Linked DNA regions of Sus scrofa: regions 1 and 3 are each linked to region 2. The links are chromatin contacts, called in public Hi-C and HiChIP or PLAC-seq maps. All regions are on one chromosome and are shown on one strand. Each heading gives the region's core, a stretch centred on a gene start, on an enhancer-like site or on the middle of the called end of the contact. The rest is flanking DNA. Distances are from core to core; before and after follow the strand shown.

The links. A called contact is a pair of places that touch in the nucleus more often than the background predicts. HiChIP or PLAC-seq counts read pairs in DNA pulled down with a chosen protein or histone mark.
Region 1: an H3K27ac HiChIP or PLAC-seq map of skeletal muscle shows a contact between it and region 2. The contact joins the enhancer-like site here to the promoter of CLIC4 in region 2. A contact is called at or near these places in 12 of 47 Hi-C or Micro-C datasets (alveolar macrophages, embryonic fibroblasts, fetal heart ventricle and 6 more) and 1 of 2 datasets of contacts at active chromatin or transcription factors (skeletal muscle).
Region 3: a contact with region 2 is called in a Hi-C map of liver, with 4 times the contacts expected there. The contact joins the enhancer-like site here to the promoter of CLIC4 in region 2. A contact is called at or near these places in 6 of 47 Hi-C or Micro-C datasets (embryonic fibroblasts, fibroblasts, heart right ventricle and 1 more).

What each region holds. Positions count from the first base shown.
Region 1 is chr6:82,364,584-82,368,034 of Sscrofa11.1, forward strand. No RefSeq gene overlaps it. Among named protein-coding and RNA genes, the nearest start is that of CLIC4, 35 kb to the right of the region's middle. Within about 2 kb of position 1,263, at least 20 of the 83 cell types and tissues checked have an H3K27ac peak or open chromatin away from gene starts, as enhancers often do. A contact at or near this core is called in retroperitoneal adipose tissue, skeletal muscle and subcutaneous adipose tissue, where this site is marked.
Region 2 is chr6:82,399,123-82,402,509 of Sscrofa11.1, forward strand. It overlaps CLIC4 (chloride intracellular channel protein 4), which reads left to right and starts at 1,919. Exons shown (of 6, transcript XM_021095589.1): 1 at 1,919-2,297. The coding sequence starts at 2,226.
Region 3 is chr6:82,434,584-82,437,940 of Sscrofa11.1, forward strand. The region is part of intron 1 of CLIC4 (chloride intracellular channel protein 4); the gene reads left to right. Among named protein-coding and RNA genes, the nearest start is that of CLIC4, 35 kb to the left of the region's middle. Within about 2 kb of position 1,593, at least 9 of the 83 cell types and tissues checked have an H3K27ac peak or open chromatin away from gene starts, as enhancers often do. A contact at or near this core is called in liver, where this site is marked.

The sequences.
Region 1 (3,451 bases), core at 13-2,512, 35 kb before region 2:
CCAGTAAGAAAGCTGGCTGTCAGAAGAGGGTGTCTTCTCCAGCTCCTGACATAACATGTGGGAGGACCACATGGGTCAGAGTTCCCGTCGTCGTGGCTCAGTGGTTAGCAAATCCCACTAGGGACCGTGGGGTTGTGGGTTCGATCCCTGGCCTCGTTCAGTGGGTTAAGGATCCGGCGTTGCTGTGAGCTGTGGTGCAGGTCGCAGACGAGGCTCAGATCCTGAGTTGCTGTGGCTGTGGTGTAGGCTGGCGGCTACAGCTCCGGTTGGACCCCTAGCCTGGGAACCTCCATATGCCTCGGGAGCAAAAGAGAAAAAAAAAAAAAAAGTAGCTTGTCAAAATATAACCTCAGAAGGCGGACAGGCTCTCACAGACACAATATTCAATATGTTTTCCCCAACACACACACACACACACACACACACACACACACACACCAAGCATCACTTTAGTTACAAAGACAGAACCGCCTCAGTCTCCTTAAGCATAAATGGGAGGCAGGAGGTGGGGAGGTTCCTGGCAGGATGCTTGTGTGAGGGCAAAGGGTAGGAAAAGCAGCTGGAGCTCCAAGGGGCCAGAAACACACCAGAAAATAAAAAATGACATTATTCGCCACCACCCCTGCCCATCTGGTCCGCATGCCCACATTTTTCTCCCTTTCGCTGATCACGAGCTTTCTCAGGGCTCCCGGCTGCCTCAGCCCCAGCTTTATAGGTCCTCTCAGTTCCAACACCCAACAGAGGCCAGGATCTAGGTTTCAATTTCAAATTCTAGGAACGTGAATGTGATTGGCCAGCTGGGACGGGGTGCTGCCTCTGGTCCAGAGGCCACCAGCCATGCCCAGGGTTTTAGAAGCAGACTTTGAGACCGGGGTGTGGGTGGCTTCTGGATGTGGAATATGGAAGGTGAAGGAAGTGGTCTCTCCCCAGTCCAGCCGACTGATCTAATCCCTTCCCAGCCCACATCCTTCAGACAAGAAGTCTTGATCATCTCCCCTAACGGCACCCACACAGCACAATGTCATCCATTGTCCCTTGTTACTCATTATGGATTGAGGGCTCGTAAGTCATCCCTTCTTGTGAACTACACGCTGCTCATTTGCTCACGTCTATAGCTACAGCATTTACACAATTTTACATCAAGGCGACCACCTGCTGCTTCCTTCTCCTCCTTTGGCTGCAAACCTCATATGAGAGAGGATCTGATTGGTTCTCCCACTCCAACTTGTCAGGGCTTCTCCTGTTGGCCAGAGCATTCACTCCAGCTCCCCCACTGGCTGCCAGCCAACCAATAGGATGGCTTTCTGAGGACCAGAGGCCCGCCCATCCGTGGACAGTAATGGTTGGGGTCGTGTTTTAGCTTTGGCTTCTGCAAGTGTTTCCTCCTCTTGTTCTGATTTTTCTATGGGCCCAGACCAGTTCCCTATGTTCCTACCCCCCCCCCCCCAATTCCTTGTTTCATTGTTCACGGAGGTTTATTTTTCTCCTTCCTGCCGTTTCCCCACCTTTTTCCTGGCAATCGAACATTTTGGACACAGCTCTGTTCATTTCAAGCAATAGCCACAAGTATCACTTTGAGCGAGTCCCTCTTTGAGCCTCAGTTTTCCCGTGTGTAAATTGGGGCTACTTATTTCCATCTCACAGAGTTATTGTGGCATGAAAGGAGTCCATGTATGAGCGAGGTCTTGTCACAGAACTGGACCTTAAACAAACTCGGTGTTGGTCCTGCCTTTTGGCATCAGCCCTTCGTTAAAGTGGTCCAAAGTCCTGAGGGACAGAGCTGGACCAGGAGAGAGAAGAGGTTTGAGTTCACGCCACAGCTGGGCATCTAACTTGCTGTGTGATCTTGGGAAATTCCCTTCCCTTCTCTGGGATCAGTTTCCTCATCCGACAAGTGAGAGTTGGAGCAGAGGAGGATTTCTCAGACTGCAAAATGGGTTTAATAGCATACCATACACAAAAAGAGAAAGAGGTCAGCTAGACCTCTTGGGGAAAGCCATTTAACACCTATTGGAACAGTAAAAGCTCTGGGTCTGTGCTGTCCAATATGGTGTCCTCTAGCCACATGTGATTATTTATTTCGGCTGTGCCCACAGCATATGGAAAGTTCCCAGGCCAGCTATCGAACCCAAGCCACAGCAGTGACTATGCTGAATCCTTAACTGCTAGGCACCAGGGAACTCACCACATATGATTATTTAGATTCTGTTAACTAAAAGAACTAGAACTGGGAGTTCCTAATGTGGTGCAGTGGGTTAAGAATCCAACTGCAGGAGTTCCTGTCATGGCTCAGTGGTAACAAACCTGACTAGTATCCATGAGGATGCAGGTTTGATCCCTGGCCTTGCTCAGTGGGTTAAGGATCTGGAGTTGCCACGAGCTGTGGTATAGGCTGAAGATGTGGCTCAGATCTGCTGTTGCTGTGGCTGTGGCATAGGCTGGTGGCTGCAGCTCCAATTCCACCCCAGTCTGGAAACTTACATATGCCATGGGTGTGGCCCAAAAAAGACAAAAGAAAAAAAAAGAATCCAACTGCAGTGGCTCAGGTTACTGTGGAGGCACAAGTGTGATCCTGGCCAGCACAATGGGTTAAAGGGTCTGGTATTGCTGCAGCTCAGATTCAATCCCAGGCCCAAGGACTTCCATATGCCCTGGTGTGACCATAAAAAAAAAAATGAACTAGAACTTAGAATTCAGTTCCTCCTTGGCCACATTTCCAGTGCTCAGTGGACCCCTGTGGCCGGTGGCACCAACTTGCACAGCATCTTCTCTTGCTCTCAGGATGGTGTCTGATGGTGCTGCAGTGAGGGGAGGCTGCTTCACTTTAACTCAGCACTTCCCACATGCATTTGATCACACTACCTCTATGGTACATCTATGACCAGCGTAAGGAATAAAACTGCTCCCAGGAATGTGATCTGGAAGATACTGAGCTGGAGGATGTCTCGGGCCTTCCAACACCAAGAGCAGAAAAGGGGAAATGTCCTGGCAACCGAATTCCTCTTTGGGGAGGAAACCACCTGTTTCCAGCAGTTCTTTTGGCTAAAAAACATTGCAATCGTGAGAAGCGATCCCCGTCAATGCAGCTAGGATGCCCTGGGAAGGGGAGTGGACCGAGAACCTCATTGTTCAGGATAGTGAAAGAAGTGGAATTTAGAGGGGGAGATGGAAGGGAGATGGAAGAGGAGATTAGGGCGGGTTGAAGGTGAGAGAAGGTCTGACAATCTGGTAGGGAGATGGAGTCAAAGCAGGAGGGAAGACCAGGGGTCAAGTCGGCAGAAGGACTCTTGAGAACAGAGAGCTCTGATGTTAATATTGTCTGTACACAGCTGCATTGCAATGCAGCTCCCCTCACCCATACCTATGAATCAGTGAATATCTACCACAGCTTGACACATGACCTTGGGGAAAGTTGGGTTTTTTTGGTTTGTCTTTCTTTTGGGGCCTGCAC
Region 2 (3,387 bases), core at 669-3,168:
CCCACGCTAGGGGTCGAATTGGAGCTGTAGCCACTGGCCTATGCCAGAGCCACAGCAACGCGGGATCCGAGCCGCATCTGCAACCTACACCACAGCTCACGGCAACGCTGTTGCTGTGCCCTTGCTCAGTGGGTTAACGCTGGATCGTTAACCCACTGAGCAAGGGCAGGGACTGAACCCGCAACCTCATGGTTCTTCGTTGGATTCGTTAACCACTGCGCCACGACGGGAACTCCTTTTTTTTTTTTTTTTGGTCTTTTGTCTTTTTTTTTGTTGTTGTTGTTGTTGTTGTTGTTGCTATTTCTTGGGCCGCTCCCGCGGCAGGGAACTCCTTAAACTACTTTTTAAACTTCGAACCCACAACCTCACGGTTGTTTGTTGAATTCGTTTCCGCTGTGCCACAATGGGAACTCCAGGGGGTTAGGTTTCTTTAACAGAGTGTCCCTGCAAGAATATTTGAGCACCTGGTTATGGACTGGGGGGGGAAGAAGCTGCAGGTTTCACTGTATTTTCACACACATGTTGTTTGTTCAAACATTCTGACAAGTGCTATGCCTCGAGGATGTGGGAGATAAACCTAATGTCTGGCCATCTCAGGACTCGGCATTCAACTTAAACCTGGGAAGTGGGCGTGGGGGGGTGAGGGTGGGGTGGGGTAGTAGCTGGGTCATGTTTGAGGGAAATTCAGAAGAGGGAACAAACAAATAACTTTTCAGAGGGGGTGACATTTGCCTCAGGCATTCAAGGGTAGCAAACCCAGAGCCAGCGCCTACCTCCTACCTGGCTCAAGGTATCACAGCCCTTGCCCTCGGGGGCTTCAAACCCTAGTATGGTTTTTCCAGTTTGAGGACGACCTACATCAAAATGTCCCAGGGCTTTCTTTCTTTTTTTTTTTCCTTGTCTTTTTGAGGGCGGCCCCCATCGCATATGGAGGTTCCGGGGCTAGTGGTCTAATTGCAACTGTGGCTGCCGACCCACACCACATCCACAGCAACACCAGATCTCAACTGCGTCTGCAATCTGCATCGCAGCTCACGGCAATGCCGGATCCTTAACGTGCTGAGCAAGGCCAGGGATTGAACCCTCAACCTCATGGTTCCTGGTTTTCCTGGTCAGATTCATTTCCGCTGCCCCACAACGGCAACTCCTCCCAGGGCTTGTTAAAATGTGAATTCCTCTCTTCCCCATAGGAGGAGACTCAGAGAACTGGGTAAAGCAGGGTTGGATGTAGCACCAGGTGATCCTGATGCACATTCAAGTTTGCCACGTGAATACGGAAAGAAATTACGCCAGGAAAGGAGAACCTCATGGACCATGGCTTGGGAATCCTTCGAAACATTCAGCCACTGGAGGATGCAGTTCCAGACTGTAGGCTTTCGGAAGAAGAGGGGGATCCCCGCCGCGCTTATAACCGGGGGCCTGGAACACTGTAAGGCCTCATATATATTTGCTCGTACGCTGGCTCCCAAGACAGAAGTGACAGGAGAGTCAAAGGGAAAAAACAAGTAAGAAGAGAGAGAGAGAAAAAAAAGGTGTTTCTAAGGGGATGACAACTTTCCGAAAAGGGAAAAGGGAGCTCCGCCTAACGGAGTTGAGGAGGCGACCGCTGCGGTCAAGGGCGATGAGTCCTGGGGGCTGCTGCAGGGGGAGGGCGGGAGGCGCCTTCTCGCTTCCCCAGGCCGGCCGAAGGCTGAGGTCACCTGGCAAAGCGCCAGCAGCAGCTGCAAGGACTCGCCAGCGCTTCGGCGGGAGGCGGTGTCAGGCGCTGGTCCCCAGGGGACTTTCCCTCCCGCCCCCTCGGGAGGCGTGGCTCGGAGTCCTGCCCGCCACCCGCCTGAGACTTGGCAATTTTAGGAGCCCTCCAAGGCCACGCCCTCCAGCCTAGGTCCAGCCCCCTAAAGCTGTCGGTCTGCCTCCCCAGCCTAAAGCCAAGCACTCGAGCCCCGGCAGCCCCCTTTCCTCCGAAGAGTCCGGAGAGGCTGGGCTTTTGGCCCCGCCCCAACCGAAGCCCCTCCCCGGGCCACGCCCCACGACTTGAAGAGGCTTGGGCTGCCGCCGCCTCAGAGTCGCGCGCGGGGCGTGGGGCGGTGCGGAGGAGCCGATCCTAAGGCAAGGTTGACGCCGGGACTGTCCAGGGAGGCGCAGCGTGGCGGGAGCCCGAGCCAGAGCAGCCCCAGAGCTGAAGCAGCCGTCGTCGCCGTCCGCGGAGCCCAGCCGAACCGGCCATGGCGTTGTCGATGCCGCTGAACGGATTGAAGGAGGAGGACAAAGAGCCCATCATCGAGCTCTTCGTCAAGGTGAGCGCTCGCCGCCGTCCCGCCCCGCCGAGTGCTCGGCGCCCGCCTGGCCGCGGGGGGCGGCGTCCCCTGCCGCTCCTCAGCCCCGGCGCCCCCGCAGCGCCCCCGCGCGGCGCTCCTCACCGGGAGGGAGGGAATCTCTGCCCCCGCGCCCCCGGCCCATTGTCTTGGGCCCACCCGCCCCTTCCCGCCACGGAGGCCGTCGAGGGAGCCGGGGTGGGACGGGGACCCCAGAAAGCCAGCGCTCCCGGCCGCCGGCAGCGCCTCCAGCGGCGCGGGCCCCGGCGGACGCAGCACCGTCGTCCCGCGTCCGGGTGGGACTAGCTGCCCCCCTCGGCCCCTGGGACCCTGGCGGGGTTGGGCCCTGTCACCACCACCCTCCCTCCGCCACCGCCCGGGCCCGACCCCACCCCACCCCTGAGCTCTCCAAGTTCACCCCCGGCCAGGGGGGCGAAGCCTGGAGCCCGTGGTGAGCTGATGAACTGAACTTTGAACGCTTTCTAGAAGAGCGTTTCACTCTCGGCTGGTAGGAAACCGTAACTTTAATTTTCGGTTCCATCTGAAAAATTTTTTTCTAAAAAGAGCAGGCAGTCCTGCGCCTACGGAAAAGACCGAGATTCCCAACTGAGGTTTTCCTGCCTTAGGTATTTTACCACCATCTGGTTTTCTTGTTTCTCAAGCGCGAAGTGTTTTGTATGATGCAATATTTTGGCTGCTCCCCTCGGTGTTGTTGCCTCGGGAAAGATCGTGTGTGCCCTTTTGTTTTGAAAGAAAAGCTGGTGAGGGAAAGAATTCCGAACTTGCTTGGACTTTAAAGGGTTGATTTTTTTTTTCCCCCTTTGTCTCTTCAGTTTTTATATCCTGGAACTACCATATTTGCTGATAATTACCACCCTTAGCCCTTTCCTATTTTTCTTCAACATTTTTCATTTTACCAAAGGAGAGAGAAGTTATGAACATCTGGATCCAACTGGCTCCCTCAAAACTTCTTTAAAATCCTCGAGATTTTTCTTTCTTGGTCCCTTACTTAAGCAGACTCATGCAGAACTAGGCTCTGAATTGGAGAGTTAAGAGAAATCCAGAACAATTT
Region 3 (3,357 bases), core at 343-2,842, 35 kb after region 2:
TTGTTTTGGGAGAGTTTAGAGTTCATCTTCAATATGGTAAATGTTTCATATGAACTCTAACAGCTTACCCTGCAGTTTCATGTTAGCTGGATGTCAAATCCTCATGTAATTTCAAATTAATCAGTTCTCTAAATTGAACAGGCTCTCATTTAGAGAGTAGACTTCCTGAATTGGTGATACTGAACAAGGGAATGGTAGCAACTGAGGTCTTTTCAATGTCCTTTGGCTGTTTTATTTATAGGGACAGAGCTTGGGATGGGGTAATTCTTCCACTGTATATCCTTTGACTTTATTTGTAGAATTATTTCTGTGATATGGTTTTGGCCAGGAAACAATGACATATTCTTTGCATGGCCAGGATTTTTGACATCTTCTTAAACAAAAGACATTTTTTGGGAGTTATCTTGTGGTACTGTGGGTTTAGATCTGGCATGGTCAGTGCTGTGGCACGAGTTCAGTCCCTGGCCTGGCAACTTCCACATGCTGCAGGCATGCCTGGAAAAAAAAAAAAAAAAGAAAAGAAAAGAAAAGAAAAGATATCTTTGCTTCACTCCATTTAGTGGACCATTTAAACTTTACATAGACCATATTTCTTAAAGCGTTAGGGCATATATATGTCATTTGGAAGAACTTAGTTTGGAAGTTACTTAGATTCTTTCCTCACTCCTATTTTCTGAAGTAATTAAGTAATCTAGGGATTTTAATAACTGAGTGCAGGAACTGAAGAATTGTTGTTAGGCCTTAAATTCTGTCCATGAAGTATCTTTAAAGCCAGGTAACAGTTATTAAACTCTTACCATGTGCCAGGAACTGTGTGCACCCTAACTGATTTGATCCTCATAATATCATGGTGGTAGGAAGTTAAGTTTCAGAGATGTTAAGTAATTTACTGAAGATCACACAGCTAATAAGTAGTGAAGTCAGGATTCAAATCCAGGTATGTCTGATTCTCAATCTTGTTATTTCCTTATTTCTTCTGTACTCTGCAGACCCCATAGAAAGATAACAGCTTATAAACCTTTAGGGCTCTAAACTTTAGTTCCAGCATGTGTTTAGTAAAAACTCTGAGGAAGTAGATAATAGAAGCCCGGTGACTTTGCCCATTTAGTGTGTGTTTTTTGGTGACTTTTAAGTTAATCTAAATCAGAGGAAGCTATTTTGTGAATTTAGACAGCTAATGCAGATAGAATCCCTGCTAAAGGTAAGTGAGGTCTTAAACTTTTGAAGTCCATTCTTTTGGCTGTACATGTTCTCATACATTCCCTAGAAAACGGGTCAAGGAAAGTAAGTTAATGGTCAGGAGCCTATTCTTACCTTCAGATCCCAGCTTCTCTTTCTCTAGCCCTAGTCATAATAACCCCTCACCCCCTGTGCCGTAAACACAAGAAAATAGAGGGGAACCAAGTTAAAACTCTCTTTCTAGAGTGTTTTAAAATCTGACTATTCCTAAAACTGATTAAACTGGGTTTTCTAAGTGAGCAGTTCCTTAACCTTGAATTAGTAAAACATTAAAATGTTTATGACATCTACCACTGACCCTTCTTCTGTAACATAGGAGTTAGTCCAGCAGTTTCTCATTAAATACTGGTATTAGGCAATTCAAGAATTACAACAGAGGTCCTGGGATGAGGGTGAGGGGTGGGGAGGCAGGGAGAGGAATAGTGAGTGTGTGAGAAGAAACCTAGATAGCATATTAAACAAAACCAGCCCTTTTATAAGAACAAAACCTTAATCAGTGCTGAGATTTATTGTTTATCTGGAATTGGCAGTTATTTCTGTGTTAGTGGTATTGTTCACATTTTTGCTTTGATTATTTAGGTTTTCTAATTTTTTTGGCTTTCTAATTTTAAGAAAATATTATAGATATGTTTTTGTAATGTATAATCATAATTTAAAAACTATTTATCCCAAATCAAAATTTTGTCTATTATGTATCTATTTATAGTTGTAATCTATGTGTATATATTTTTGAAATGGCTTTATTGAGGTATAATTTATATATTCACTTCACTCATTTAAAGTGTACAATTCAATGGGATTTTTGGTATATACACAGTTATGCAGTCATCACCACAGTCTAATTTTAGAACATTTTTATCACTCCCGGAAGAAACTCTGTACCCTTTAGCAGACATTCCCAACACTTCTTCCCTTCCTCCCACCGCACCCCCCCCCCCCCCCCCCCGCCCCAGCCCTGGGTAACTGCTAATCTCCTTTCTGTCTCTGTGGTTTTGCCCCCCCCCCCTTTTTTTTCTTTTTCTGCCATACCTATGGCATTAGGTCAGGGATCTAATCCGAGCCAGAGCTGAGACCTACACCACAGCTGCGGCAATACTGGATCCTTAACCCACTGTGCCACAACAGGAACTCTGTACTTGCCTATTTTGGATATTTCATGTAAATGGAGTTGTAGAATATGTGTTCTTTTATGACTGGCTCCTTCTACCTAGCATAATTTTTCAAAGTTCATCCAAGTTACAGATGGCATATGTCAGTACTTCATTGCTTTTTATTGTCAAATAATATTCCGTTATATGTATATACCACCTTTTATATATTTTTATTTTGCTTTTTAAATTTAATACTTCTACATTAAATACTTCTGAGAAACTTCCACTTCTGGGAGGATGGAACGGATGGTGTCTGAGTTTTTTTGATTTTTGCTTCATGCATCCCAGACTTGGAGTTCTAGAAGCCAGCAAGGAGTTCCTGTTGTGGTGCAGTGGAAACAAATCCAACTAGTATTCATGAGGATGCAGGTTCTATCCCTGCCCTTGCTCAGTGGGTCAGGGATCTGTTGTTGCTGTGTGCTGTGGTATAGGTTGTAGATGCGGCTCACATCCTGCATTGCTGTGGCTGTGGCGTAGGTCCACAGCTGTAGCTCCAATTGGACCCATTGCCTGGGAATTTCCATATGCTGTGGGTGTGGCCCTAAAACACACACACAAAAAGGAGCCAGCAACGTGGAAATACCAACAGTTGCAGACAACTCCCCCGCCCCCATCAACAACAAAAAACAACCAAAACCCGAAAACGACCAACCAAGACTGATCTCTAGCCAAAAAGCCAGGAAAGGGGCAGCCTAGGCAAGAGTAAAGCTTTCAGACAATAGCTGCTCTACTCCAAACACCACAGGAAAAATCTATGGTGCTACCTCCACCCATGCCAGCAAAGGCCAAATGGGTTAGCTCTGGCTTCTACCCTCTGGTGGTGTGTAGTATCATATTACAGATCCTTTACCGGCGGGCTGTGGAGCCCATCTTCTGAGCTTTTTATTTCATTTATTATATTTTTTAGTTCTTAAATTTCTGGCTCTTTATATCTTGAATTTCTTTGCTGAGGCTATTTTTTTTCCCA